Regions from separate parts of the Ovis aries genome. Here region 1 is linked to region 2. Evidence: chromatin contacts called from public Hi-C data. All regions are on one chromosome and are shown on one strand. Each heading gives the region's core, a stretch centred on a gene start, on an enhancer-like site or on the middle of the called end of the contact. The rest is flanking DNA. Distances are from core to core; before and after follow the strand shown.

Region 1 (6,062 bases), core at 2,670-5,169, 160 kb before region 2:
TTTTCCAACTGTGTTCTAAGGAACCCTGGGGTGCCCGGGGCCACTGCATGGTGAGGTGGAGGGAGTGTGAGGGAGAAACAGCTGATGGAGGAGAAGTCAGCCTCATTCTGTTCCTCTTTCCTGCCCAGAGCCTCTCTGATTTATGTGCTGGATATATGATTTTCTACAGAAGATTATATTTGGAATAAGATTTTTGCAGCTGAAAAATTATTTGAAATTATCAATATTCAAAAATTTGTCCCTGAACTGTTCAGTTGTCCTGGGTGAGGGTTAAGAGTGCCGATTTCCTGACTCTACTAACGACTGGCTGAGTTGCATTTTCATGGGCAAGGTCATGCATTTTATCTTATTATTTATTCAATAAAGCAACTGTATTGTTCATTTATTTGTGCATTTTTGGGTGCTCGGGCTTCTCATTGTGGGGGCTTCTCTTGTTGCACAGCAACGGCTCTAGGCTCACGGGCTCAATAATTGTAGCACATGGGCTTGGTTGCCCCACAGCATGTGGAATCTTCCCGAAACAGGATTGAAGCCGTGTCCCCTGCATCGGCAGAAAGATTCTTAACCCTGGACCACTAGGGAAGTCCCAGGGCATGCATTCAAGTCGGTTTCTTGGTGGATTCCTATTCATGCTAATGTCCAAAGAACACGCTTCTATTCATTTTACAGCTGGGGAAGTTGAGACCGTGTCACATGAAGTGCCTGGGTCAGGGTCTCCTAGGCTGGTGTAAAGGGGGTCTTAATTTCAAGACCAGTGCTCTTTTCATGCTGCAACTTCTGTGAGTCTTAAAAGGCAAAGCTCTTGGAGAAACCCTGTCCCAGATTATGAGACGGGGTGCTGGAGGGAGACAGGGCCACTCCATACTATCTTGGTTTTATGGGAAGTTTCCACCTCTAGCAACTTCGCTTTGCCTGCACACACTCCAGGGTAGGCACACAGCGGGTGTTGGAATGGAAGAAAAAGTGAATGGAAAATGAGATTCTTACGGAGAGATAGAAACAAAACATATACAGTGTCATTGCAGGTGGTCTAAGCTCTGGGAAGAAAATCAAACTAGGTAGGAGATACAGAGTGATAGGTTGAGGGACTCTTCTAGACAGAATGGGGACAGAAGGTCTCTCCTGAGGAGCTGACTTTGAATAGAGACCCAAGGGATACGGGAGATGGAGTCGCCTAGTAGAAGAACCTTTCAGATAAAGAGAAGAGCACATGCAAAGGCCTTGAGACAGAGAAGTGCTTGGTGTGTCTGAGGACCTTCAAGGATTGTTTCAGGCTTAAATAAGACAATGGGTGTAAATTTCGTAGGCTAGCGGATGCTAAACACTGGCTGTTACTATTACTGGGGTCATTTTACCTTCATGCTGAGGACAAGTTTCAACAGATTTATGTTTTATTTTATTCTACTGTTTGTTATTTAAAAGTCATATTTGAGACTTCCCTGGTAGTCTGGTGGCTAAGACTCTGTGCTCCCAATAGAGGGGGACTGTGTTCAATCCCTGGTCAGGGAACTGGATCCTACGTGCTGCAACGAAGGGTTTGCATGCCGCTACTAAAAGATTCCCCCATGCTGCAACTAAAACTTGGTGCAGTCAAATAAATAAAATTAAAAAATAAAAAGTCATATTCATTGAGGTATAATTTCCCTACAGTAAAATTCACCCTTGTCTAGTATACACAGGAATGAGATTTGACAAATGCTTCCCCTTGTATGAGTCCCACCACGGTCAGGATTTCGAACACTTCTGTCACCATAAAAATTCCCTTGTGCCTTTTGTAGCAAATCTCCGTGTTTTTCCATTGTTGTTGTTCAGTCGCTCAGTCATATCCGGTTCTTTGCCACCCCATGGACTGCAGCACACCAGGCTTCCCTGTCCATCACCAACTCCCGGAGATTGCTCAAACTCATTGAATCAGTGATCTTATCCTCTGTCATCCCCTTCTCCTCCTGCCTTCAATCTTCCCCAGCATCAGGGTCTTTTCTGAAGAGTCAGTTCTTCACATCAGGTGGCCAAAGGATTGCAGCTTCAGCATCGGTCCTTCCAATGAATATTCAGGACTGATTTCCTTTAGGATTGACTGGTCTGATCTCCTTGCAGTCAAAGGGACTCTCAAGAGTCTTCTCCAATATCACAGTTCAAAAGCACCAATCCTTCAGCGCTCAGCCTTCTTTATGGTCCAACTCTCCTGTTCATACATGACTACTGAAAAAACCATAACTTTAACTAAATGGACCTTTGTCAGCAAAGTAATGTCTCTGTTTTTTAATATGCTGTCTAGGTTGGTCGTAGCTTTTCTTCCAAGGAGCAAGCATCTTTTAATTTCATGGCTGCAGTCACCATCTGCAGTGATTTTGGAGCCCAAGAAAATAAAGTCTATTTTCATTGTTTCCCCATCTTGTGCTTCATCCAGCCTAGCATTTCACATAATGTCCTCTGTATATAAGTTAAATAAGCTTTGTTTCTCAATAGCCCCTAGCAATCGTTAATCTATTTCTGTCTCTAGAGATTCGGAATCATGTAGATGTGAACTTTTGCGTCTGCCTTCTTTCTCTTAGCAGAATGCTTCGGAGATTTCTTTACTCTGTTGTATGTCTCCTAGTTCGTTCTTTTTTATTGCTGAGTAGTATTCCATTGTGTGGATGGAAACCTTTTGTTTATCTCTTTGCCAGTTGAAGGACACCTGGGTTGTTTCCAATTTGCGGTTATTAGGAGTAAAGCTGCCATCAATATTCATGTATATGTCTTTGTGAAGTGAAACTGTTGGCTCATTTGCTTCACTTGATAAGGAATCACTGAATTGCTTTCCAGAGTGGCTATACTTTAATATTTTGCATCCCCATTAGCAAAGTATGAGCATTCCAGTTGCTCTGCATCTTCACCAAGACTTTGTACTGTCATCTAACTAGTTCATTAGTCAGTTAATTAATGTGTTAGTCATCCTAGTAGACAGGTAGGGGTAGCTCACTGTGGTTTTAAATTCCACTTCCCTAATGTCTAATGAGGCCTGGCATCTTTTCCAGTGCTTATTTGCCATCTCTCCTTTGGTGAACTATCTGCTCAACTATTTTGCCTATTTTTCAGTTGGGATGTTTGTTTCCTTACTGACTTGTAGGAATTCTTTTCATATTCCAGATGCAAGTTCTTTATCCAATACATGTTGTGTAAATACATAGTTCCTCTCTGAATATAACTTGTCTTTTCATGTTCTTAAAGAATGTTTTTTGAGGAGGTGAAGTTTTACATTTTTTTAAAGCCCAATTTACCCCCTTTTTTCCTCTTATAGTTCATGTACTTTCTAAGAAAAGTTTTGCCTAGCTCAATGTTATAGAGATTTTATCCTACTTTTATTTTCTAGTAAAAGTTTTATAGTTTTAGGTTTTCTATTTGGGTCAAGGATCCATCTTGAGATTGGGCAAACTTTCATACATGAAGTGAACTAAAGGTTAAGGCTTTTTTTTTTTTTTTTTTAATTTTGATCGGCCAATTTTTCCAGCACCATTGATTGAAAGATCTGCTTTACTGAATGATGTAAAACTTTGCCCACTGTTCCACGTAGCATACTTTTTAGTCCAGTGTGAGTGATGGCTGAGAAGGGCTGAAGGTACAGATTGGGGGGTACCAGATTCTTGAGTACAGATTCTTGTGTAAGAAGTGGGGCTCCGAGTCACGTACCAAGTAGCCCACATGGTAACGAAAAGCAAGTACCTTCAAGATGAAATTGCCAGCTCCAAAGGAGGGTGCAGGCCAGCTGGGGAGGTGCCTGGTCCGTGTTTCTCTTGGTGTTTCTCAGAGATTTGTACTTGTCTTGCGTAAACTGCAGATTAGGAAAGCGTTAGGTAACAAGAGGGTGACTGGAGAGTATTACACACCAGCCTGGCATGGGGCCACGGAATGCAGCCTGCAGGGATGGCCATGCCCAGCAAGTCAGATAGAGCTGCAGCCGAGACGGGACGGCGTTCCCTCTCCTTCCTGCAGCCGCAAGGCAGCCTCTGCTGGATCTGGCTGTTCTCTGGAGCTTCAGTATCTCACAGCTTCTGGAGGTGACAGTGGGACAGGAAGGTCTTGGCAGCCATGAAGTTCATTCCACTTTAAGGAGATGAGGAAAACATTTAGAAATGTAAGAGAAATGAACAAATTGACCGATATAGTTGGAGTCATTATCATCCCTCTCTGATTGATAGATCAAGCAGGCAGAAAATCATTAGGACAGAGATGATCTAAACAGAATGGCCCGTCAGCCTGATATGATTATTACTGCAGTAACACTAGCCTCATATAATGAATTAAGAAGTGCTCCTCTGCTTTTATTTTTTGGAAAAAATTGTGGAGAATCTATATCCTTTCTTCCTTTAATGTTTGGTGTAATTTACTAGTGAAAGCATCTAGTGATCTTGGTGATGTCTTTTTTGGAAGGTTTTTTGACTGTTGACTCAGTTTTCAAAATGAATATAGACTTATTAAAATTATCTATTAAAAATGAAAGAAGGAGGTATGATGCAGAGGCTTTGCCCAGAGGAAAGTTAACAACAAACAAAATTTCATTCCAGTCGTCCTGCTTGCATCCTGCCCTTCACTCCCAGTCCCCACAACGCTGCCCTTCATCAGACCACTCAGATATCTGATGCTCAAGTGTTTGGGAAGCATCTGCTTCGAGCTCCCAAAGTCTCCCATTTGTAGGGGCTACATATGATCCCTGCCCTCTAGGTTTTTACACTCAAACCTTGGAGGATGTGAATTTACCTGGTTAAAGGTGAAAAGGAGACTGACCTTCATTGAGGGTCTCCTCTGTACCAGACACTGTGTCAGGGGGTCCAAAGGTTATTGGGTTTATTCCTGCAGTAACTCTGTGAGGCTGAGATGGTCATCCTCATTTTCTGTTGTGACAACTGGGGCTCAGAGAAGTTAAGTCATTTACCCAGGATTGCACAGCTAGTTGTGTCAGAGCCAGGGTGTGAACCCAAGACAATCAGTCCCCAGAGCCTGTGGACTTTCACTTATCATGTTGCCACACTATGTGCCAAGAACTCAGCTGTGGCTTGTGGGGGTCACAGAGTGGAACGAGCCTTGGGGTCACCTACCCTTGATATCTGGTGAAGGGAGAGCAGATTTAACTATGATGTTGAGATAATGTAGACAGCGCCGTGGGGCTCCGGGGGGTGTGGGTAGTGTTTGTGGAGGAGGTGGCATGTCAGAGGGGTTCTGAAGGACAGAAGCCTGTGCCCTGCGGATGTGGGGCTGGGGAAGAAGATGCTGGAGGGAGAGAACACGGAGGGGACCATAAGGGCACATCATTCTACGGCAAGACCCGTCATGCTTTGCGAGTTTGAACTCATTAAATCCTCACAGAAGTCCTAGGAGGCAGATATGTTTATTATCTTTGTTTCACGGAAGGCCGGAAAGGTTAAATAGCTTGCCTGTGGTCACACAGCTGGCAGATGATAGAGCAGGTAGAAACCCAGCCTCTGGAGGGGGAAGTGAAGTCAGCCAGGAGTGTCATATTTGTGGGGGCAGCAGGGCGGAAGGTCAGATTGAAAAGGGAGGCTGGGGCTGGCTCCCAGAGTTCACATGCCAGGCATGGGAATCTGGCCTTTGTCCTGCTGCCTTGGTGAGCTCAGGAGGCCTTGAGGTAGGGGAATGAAGTCAGCAAGCTGTGTTTAGGCAGATGACTCTGGTGGAAGGCTGTGGAATGCGTGAGAGGAGGAAAGGTTGTAAGTGGGTGGTGGCTTGGGAGGCTGCCATCCTTACTTTGGAGGGCACCAAGCCTGCAGCAGGGCTAGCCGTGGCAGAGGGGACTTGCCCAGCTGCAGGCTATCATCGGAAAAGGCTGAGCTGTGACATGTGCTCAGACCATGAAGAACAGCAGTGTGGCATTAAAGGTCGTGCTGCGTGTGCATACCAAATTGCTTCAATTGTGTCTGACTCTTTAGGACCCTATGGGCTGTAGCCCACCAAGCTCCTCTGTCCATGGCATTTTCCAGGCAAGAATACTGGAGAGGGTTGCCATTTCCTTCTCCAGGGGATCTTACTGACCCAGGGATCGAACCTGCGTCTCTAAAGTCTCC
Region 2 (5,940 bases), core at 1,876-4,375:
AAAATTCAGTGAGTAAATGTGAAGATCTAATTGGCCTTACTCAACGACTCATGGATCAGGCAGCGTACCACGGAGTAAGTGGGCTTCCCTGGTGGCTCAGAGGTCAAGAATCCACCTGCAATGCAGGAGACGCAGGTTTGATCCCTGGGTCAGAAGATCCCCTGCAGAAAGAAATGGCTACCCACTCGACTAGTATTCTTGCCAGGAGAATTCCAGGTGGGCTACAGTCCTTGGGGTCGCAAAGAGTCAGACACAACTGAGTGACTCACACACACACACACACATCAAATAGATAGACAGGTACATGGAGGGGCTGGACCAAGTGGAAGGTGTTTATGGGCAGGACGGGCAAAGGAAAACATCATTTCAGCAAAGGAAAATGTTGCAAAGGAAAACATCATTTCAGGCCAGAAATTCTTCTTTTGGGGAAAGGACCAGCAGGCATCTTTGTCATGTGAATTGCCTGTCAAAGGAAGGGGGTGGGGAGGGACACACCCCTGTGACAGATTACCTCCTTGGTGCCAACCAGAAAATTCCAGACTGGGTGATTAAGATTACATTTTGGGGGAATGTTGAAATTGCAGGTAAGTCAGGTTTTAAATCCAGTTTTGATATCATGGGATTTAGCACAAGTGATGCCATTTCGGCCCCCTGGTTCTCTCCTTAATATCTCTAAACCTGCTTCTAGCCCAGTGCCCAGCACTTAGTAGGTGTTCAATCAAGAGTAAATTTTCAATGGGAGCACACATGTAAATATCCAGCATCTACTAAGTGCTTAGTATCTTCCAGGCTGTGTTCTAAGCCCTTTGCATGAAAGAACTCATTTAAAACAACAGTCCTGTATGATTGCTGTTTATCAGTATTCTTTTAACACACGCGGAAACATGACACGGACGGGAGAAGTAACTTGTGCAAGGTGAGTGTTTACCAGAGCTGAGATTCAAACTTGGACAGATTCAAACCTTATTGTTCCATCAGCTTTCATAGTACAACATATACAGCCCAGATCGGGTGCTCATTGGTAAATGCCTGGCACTTGGTAGGTGTTTAGTGAATGTTGAAAAAGTGTTTGGGGCCTTTGTATGTTTTGATTGCCCAGACTAAAGCAGGCAAGTCACACAGATCAGCTCTCCAAAAGGGGTGGGGTGGTGGGGGGAGCTTTCTATTTGTTAGACTTATCCCTAGAGAATGTGTTTCTAGAGTCTCTAGTACTGTGTGTCTTTTCCCGAGATGCCCTGTTCTAGACCCAGCACTTGACCTTCCAGAGGGGAGGAGCAGGCGGCGTCTCCCAGACAGGCTCTGTCTCTCTGCCATGTTCTCTGCAGACTACACACCTCTTCTCTCCTTCCAGAATGTTCCTTCCTCTCCCTCTCCAGCACCTTCCCCACTGGCACCATGATCCATCTGGAAAGCCCTTCCTGACTCTTCTCTGGGAAGTCCTTCCCAACTGCCATCGCACACTGAGCTCTCCCACACTGAACACGTGGTTTGTAAACACACACCTGTGCATGTTCACAACACAGTGGTGAGTGGCAAGGCCTTTCATGCCAGACTCCTGGCTTTCAGTCTGGCTCTGCCATCCTGTACAAGTCTCCCCAGCTGAGCCTCACTTTCCCCATCTGTGAAATGGTGCTAATCTTAGTACCCATTTCATAGGGTTTGGTGAGCCTTAAGAGTATGTACAGAGCACTTAGCCATGGGATATGAACATAGCGAATGTTTCATATGTGTTCCTGTTCTTTTATTCTTCTAAAATGAGCTCTTCCTTGCATATCTTTGCATCTCCAGTGCCCAGCACACTGCAGGTACTCAGTAAATGAAAATGCAACTTAATTTCAACAATGTGAGCATGTATTGAGGACCCACCAGGTAGCAAGGGCTAGATACGTGTTGGGGGAGGTGAAGCTAAAGGTCAGGATGCCTGTGTATGGAGATAACCAATGAGTGACTGGATGAGGGGACTTCCCTGGCAGTCCAGTGGTTAAGACTTCACCTTCCAATGCAGGGGCTGTTGTTTTGATTCCTGGTCAGGGAGCTAAGATTCTACATGCAGGGAGGCCAAAAAACCAAAATGTGAAATGGAAACAATATTGTAACAAATTCAATACTGACTTTAAAAATGGTCCACATTAAAAAAAAAAAAAAAGGCTCAGAGAAAAAAGAGAGGGCTTCCCAGGTGACGCTAGTGGTAAAGAACCTACCTGCAATGCAGGAGACATAATAGACATGAGTTCAGTCCCTGGGTTGGGAAGATGCCTTGAAGCAGGGAGTGGCAACCCACTCCAGCATTCTTGCCTGGAGAATCCCTTGGACAGAGGAGCCTGGCAGGCTATGGTCCATGGGGTCGCAAAGGGTCAGACATGACTGAATCAACTTAGCATGCAGAGAAAAAGAGCCAGGATGATGCCAAGGTGGTACATTCATTCATCAGCTCATCTATTCATTAAGGCATTTGTTGTGCCAGGCTCCAGGGAGGCAAAGATGAATAAAATTCACTCCTAGTCCTTAAAGAGACATGATTGGATATATATAACTTACAACATAGACAGATAACTACCTTCTTAGAGGCGTGAACAAGGTGGGCTCCGGGCTCAGGAGACACAGCCGCTGGACTCAGGATCAGTCTGTAAAGTATGGGGCAGGGGAGCTGGGTAAGACTGGCTGTCTATGCACGGGGTGGCCCTTTTGCCTGGGACATCTCTCCTTCTCATCTTTCCAGCCTCAGATGACATGTCCTATCCTCAGTGAATCCCCTTGGAAAGCCCACCTCCTCATCGCTCTGGCACTGCACAGTTCATTTCTTCTCAAGCACTAGCCGTAGTCCTTAGTGAGTGAAAAGCAGGGAAGGAAAGGCAGATAAATTTCTTGAATATCTACTATGGGCCAGGCACTGGGCTCTTCAATTGATGAACACTACTTAACAAATTTTCCCCCTGTTTCCAGGGGTGTCCGTATTGACACTTCAAGAGGGCAAATGCCTTTGCTCAAGGTCACTGGCCAGGAAGTAGTGGAACTGGACTTGGAATTTCAGGGCCAGCTGCCTCCCCACACCCAGAGAGCTTTCATGGCACCAGGAGAGGCCAAGTAGGCAAGAAAGGAAACGGAATGATTCGTTTACTGCCCCAGGGCATTTTCAGCAACAAGTAAGTGATTTCTCTAGTTCCCAGTTGGCTATTCAAGCAGAGACTTGGCAGCTGGGAACCAGGCTGCCGAAAAACAGGTTTTCTTCTTAACTCAGCAGCACCACCTGCAGGATATGAAGGAAAGCTGCAAAAAAGGTTCAGGAGAGAGGAGGGAGGGGATGTGGCGAAGGAACCTGAGATACCGTCTAATGACCTTTGATCTTAAAAAAGGAGCACATTGAGACCAAGAAAGGGACTTAAGGTCACAGTGTTAGTGGTGTCAAATTTGAAGCTGTATCTCTCCAGACTTCTGGTTCAGTGCCCTCTTCCCTTCCACCCTCCCGTCTTCCCTCTCCCTACTCACTCCCCTCCACCCTTGATTCTCATTCTCTCACTAGGTCTCTCCTTTCTCTCTCATTCAGTAAGCATTAACTAAGCACTCAATAGAGGCTTCCCAGATGGCTGTAAAGAATCCACCTGCCTATGCAGGAGACTCAAGAGACTTGGGTTCGATCCCTGGGTAGGGAAGATCCCCCTCGGAGTAGGAAACAGTAACCCATAACCCATCCAGTATTCTTGCCTGGAAAATTCCATGGACAGAAGAACCTGGCGGGCTACAGTCCGTGGGGCTGCAAAGAGTCAGACATGACAGAGACGCACATACATACGAGCACTCAGTATGCCCTGGGCATATTCATCCTTGTGGGACATAAATATTGATAACTAAAATGGGCCTTTTAGGATTAACATTTAATTGTTGCTTAATTGCCATTAACCATCTACTTCATCATTACTCCCAAGACATACTGTACATTACTGTGTATCAGACACTAGGCTAAGGCGTGATCTCAGTAGATCTTCACAGATGAGGAAACTAAGGCTTAGAGAGCTTTGGTTTAGTAGTTGTGGAGCAAGGATTCAAAACCAAATCCTTCTGATCTCAGAGCCAGAGATCTTAATCACTCTGTTATAGTTACTCTTTAAAGGATCCAAGGTTATGTGAAGAAGAATCCATACTCTAATTAGGATGCTACTGCTATTTAAAATAACTACTTATTTCCTGTCTAAGTGGGGTTGCTGACTCTCCTCTCAAATTCATTGCTTCTGAAATCCCTTCAAGTTTACATTGAGAGTCTCTGTACCAGGCACTGTGTTGGGTGCTAGAGTCACAGAGATGACTGTAGCTCAGCCAGAAGCTTGTGACCTTGTAGGTGTCAGTCTTAATACCGCCATCGGCAAGATGTTCTCATAGAAGCATGGCACAACTCCGGGGGGTGCCATTCACACCACAGCTGACGGAAATGGCATCTCCTAAATTGGCCAGCGCTCTACTTGTGGGACTGTATTTGGTGTCCTTGGCCCAGTGGGATGGGAACAAGAAAGAGGGGCACGGGGTGAGGGATGGGGACCAATCGCTTTCACCTTGCAGGGCAGGGAAGCCTCACGGCTGAGGCCACTGGAGTGTGAATGCCTCAAAGCTCTACAGACTTGGATTTCCTGTTCTCTGCAGCTGGGAGGTAGGGTCAGGTTTTGAGGAAATACGTCTCTGCGTTTTGACCTGCAGAGCAGAAAGTGTATTTCGGTTTCCATTTCTGCATTAGCACCAAAGTTGCATTTTAAGTTCCTGGGGAATTTGCCCTCATTCTCATTTTTGGGTGGATGGGTAATTTCTTTCTTTTTGGGTGGTTGGTTATTGAAATTGGAGCTCACGAATCGCAAGAACCACGTCCAAAACCAGAAGATCTAGTGTGGGCAGCCTTGCAGCAGTTAAAGAATTCTCTGCCCAAATCGCAGGAGAATGAACCCACTGCAGCCCCAGAGAATGGAGCCTTCATCTCACAGATAACTGGCCCCCATCTCTCAGCATCTCCCCTCACTCTCCTCACCATCTAAGAGCACTTTATGTGTGTGCACGCAAATTTTACCGTTTCACTTGTAGCAGAAAAACAAGACATTTTTTTTTCATTTTCCTAATATAAAAGGATTTCATAATAATGCCTATTCTTTGAAGTTGCTATTTCAGACCCCTCAAGGAAGGGCATGCTGGCAATCACAGGACTGGGCTGGGCTGGTTACTGGAAGGGTGTTAAAGGTGAGGGTACAAAGGTGTTAAAAAAAAAAAAAAGCACCTGCTTTCAGCCTTCCAGGTGCTCTTCCTCCATTGCTAGCCCTGCAGCCACAGGAATGATCACTGTGGGAAAGAATAGCAGTAGGGGTGGTGGGGGTCCCCACGCCCATCACACCTTGGATGGCAGAGCAAGGACATGGGGGAGACTCTCTTCTCTTCTGCCCTGGGAGAAAGATGCTCATCAGCCTGTTGTGTGTGTGTGTGTTTACTTGCTCAGTCGTGTCTGACTCTCTGTGACCCCATGGACTTCAGCCTGCCAGGCTCCCCTGTCTGTGGGATTCTCCAGGCAAGAATACTAGACCGGGTTGCCATTTCCTCCTCCAGGGGATCTTCCTAACCCGGGGATCAAACCCACATCTCTTGAGTCTCCTGCATTGGCAGGTGGGTTCTTTACCTCTGAGCCACCTGGGAAGCCCTCTTTTCTTCTCATGCTGTGGGCTCAACAGCCAGACTGGGACCACCGGCAGTCAGCCAAGATAACCTTGTTTCAGGGGAAAGTGAGTTCTCAGGTTCAAATAGCCACCTTAGAAATCAACTATTGCAATACCTCCTGTTGTGAAGCTGAAGTGCCTCTGCTAAAGTTAACGCTGTGAAGAAAACGCTATGAACTGGGAATTCAGAGGCCCTGGATCCAGGCTGCCCCTAGCCAGCTGATTTGGGGCAAGTCGTATCATTTTCCTCTTTGAAGCC

What was found. Hi-C and Micro-C count contacts between places; a contact is called where the count stands out from the background.
Region 1: a contact with region 2 is called in a Hi-C map of liver, with 4 times the contacts expected there. The contact joins two enhancer-like sites. A contact is called at or near these places in 2 of 16 Hi-C or Micro-C datasets (liver and skin fibroblasts).

What each region holds. Positions count from the first base shown.
Region 1 is chr9:27,793,693-27,799,754 of ARS-UI_Ramb_v3.0, reverse strand. No RefSeq gene overlaps it. Among named protein-coding and RNA genes, the nearest start is that of TRIB1, 22 kb to the left of the region's middle. Within about 2 kb of position 3,919, at least 15 of the 54 cell types and tissues checked have an H3K27ac peak or open chromatin away from gene starts, as enhancers often do. A contact at or near this core is called in liver, where this site is marked.
Region 2 is chr9:27,629,011-27,634,950 of ARS-UI_Ramb_v3.0, reverse strand. No RefSeq gene overlaps it. Among named protein-coding and RNA genes, the nearest start is that of TRIB1, 190 kb to the left of the region's middle. Within about 2 kb of position 3,125, at least 9 of the 54 cell types and tissues checked have an H3K27ac peak or open chromatin away from gene starts, as enhancers often do. A contact at or near this core is called in liver, where this site is marked.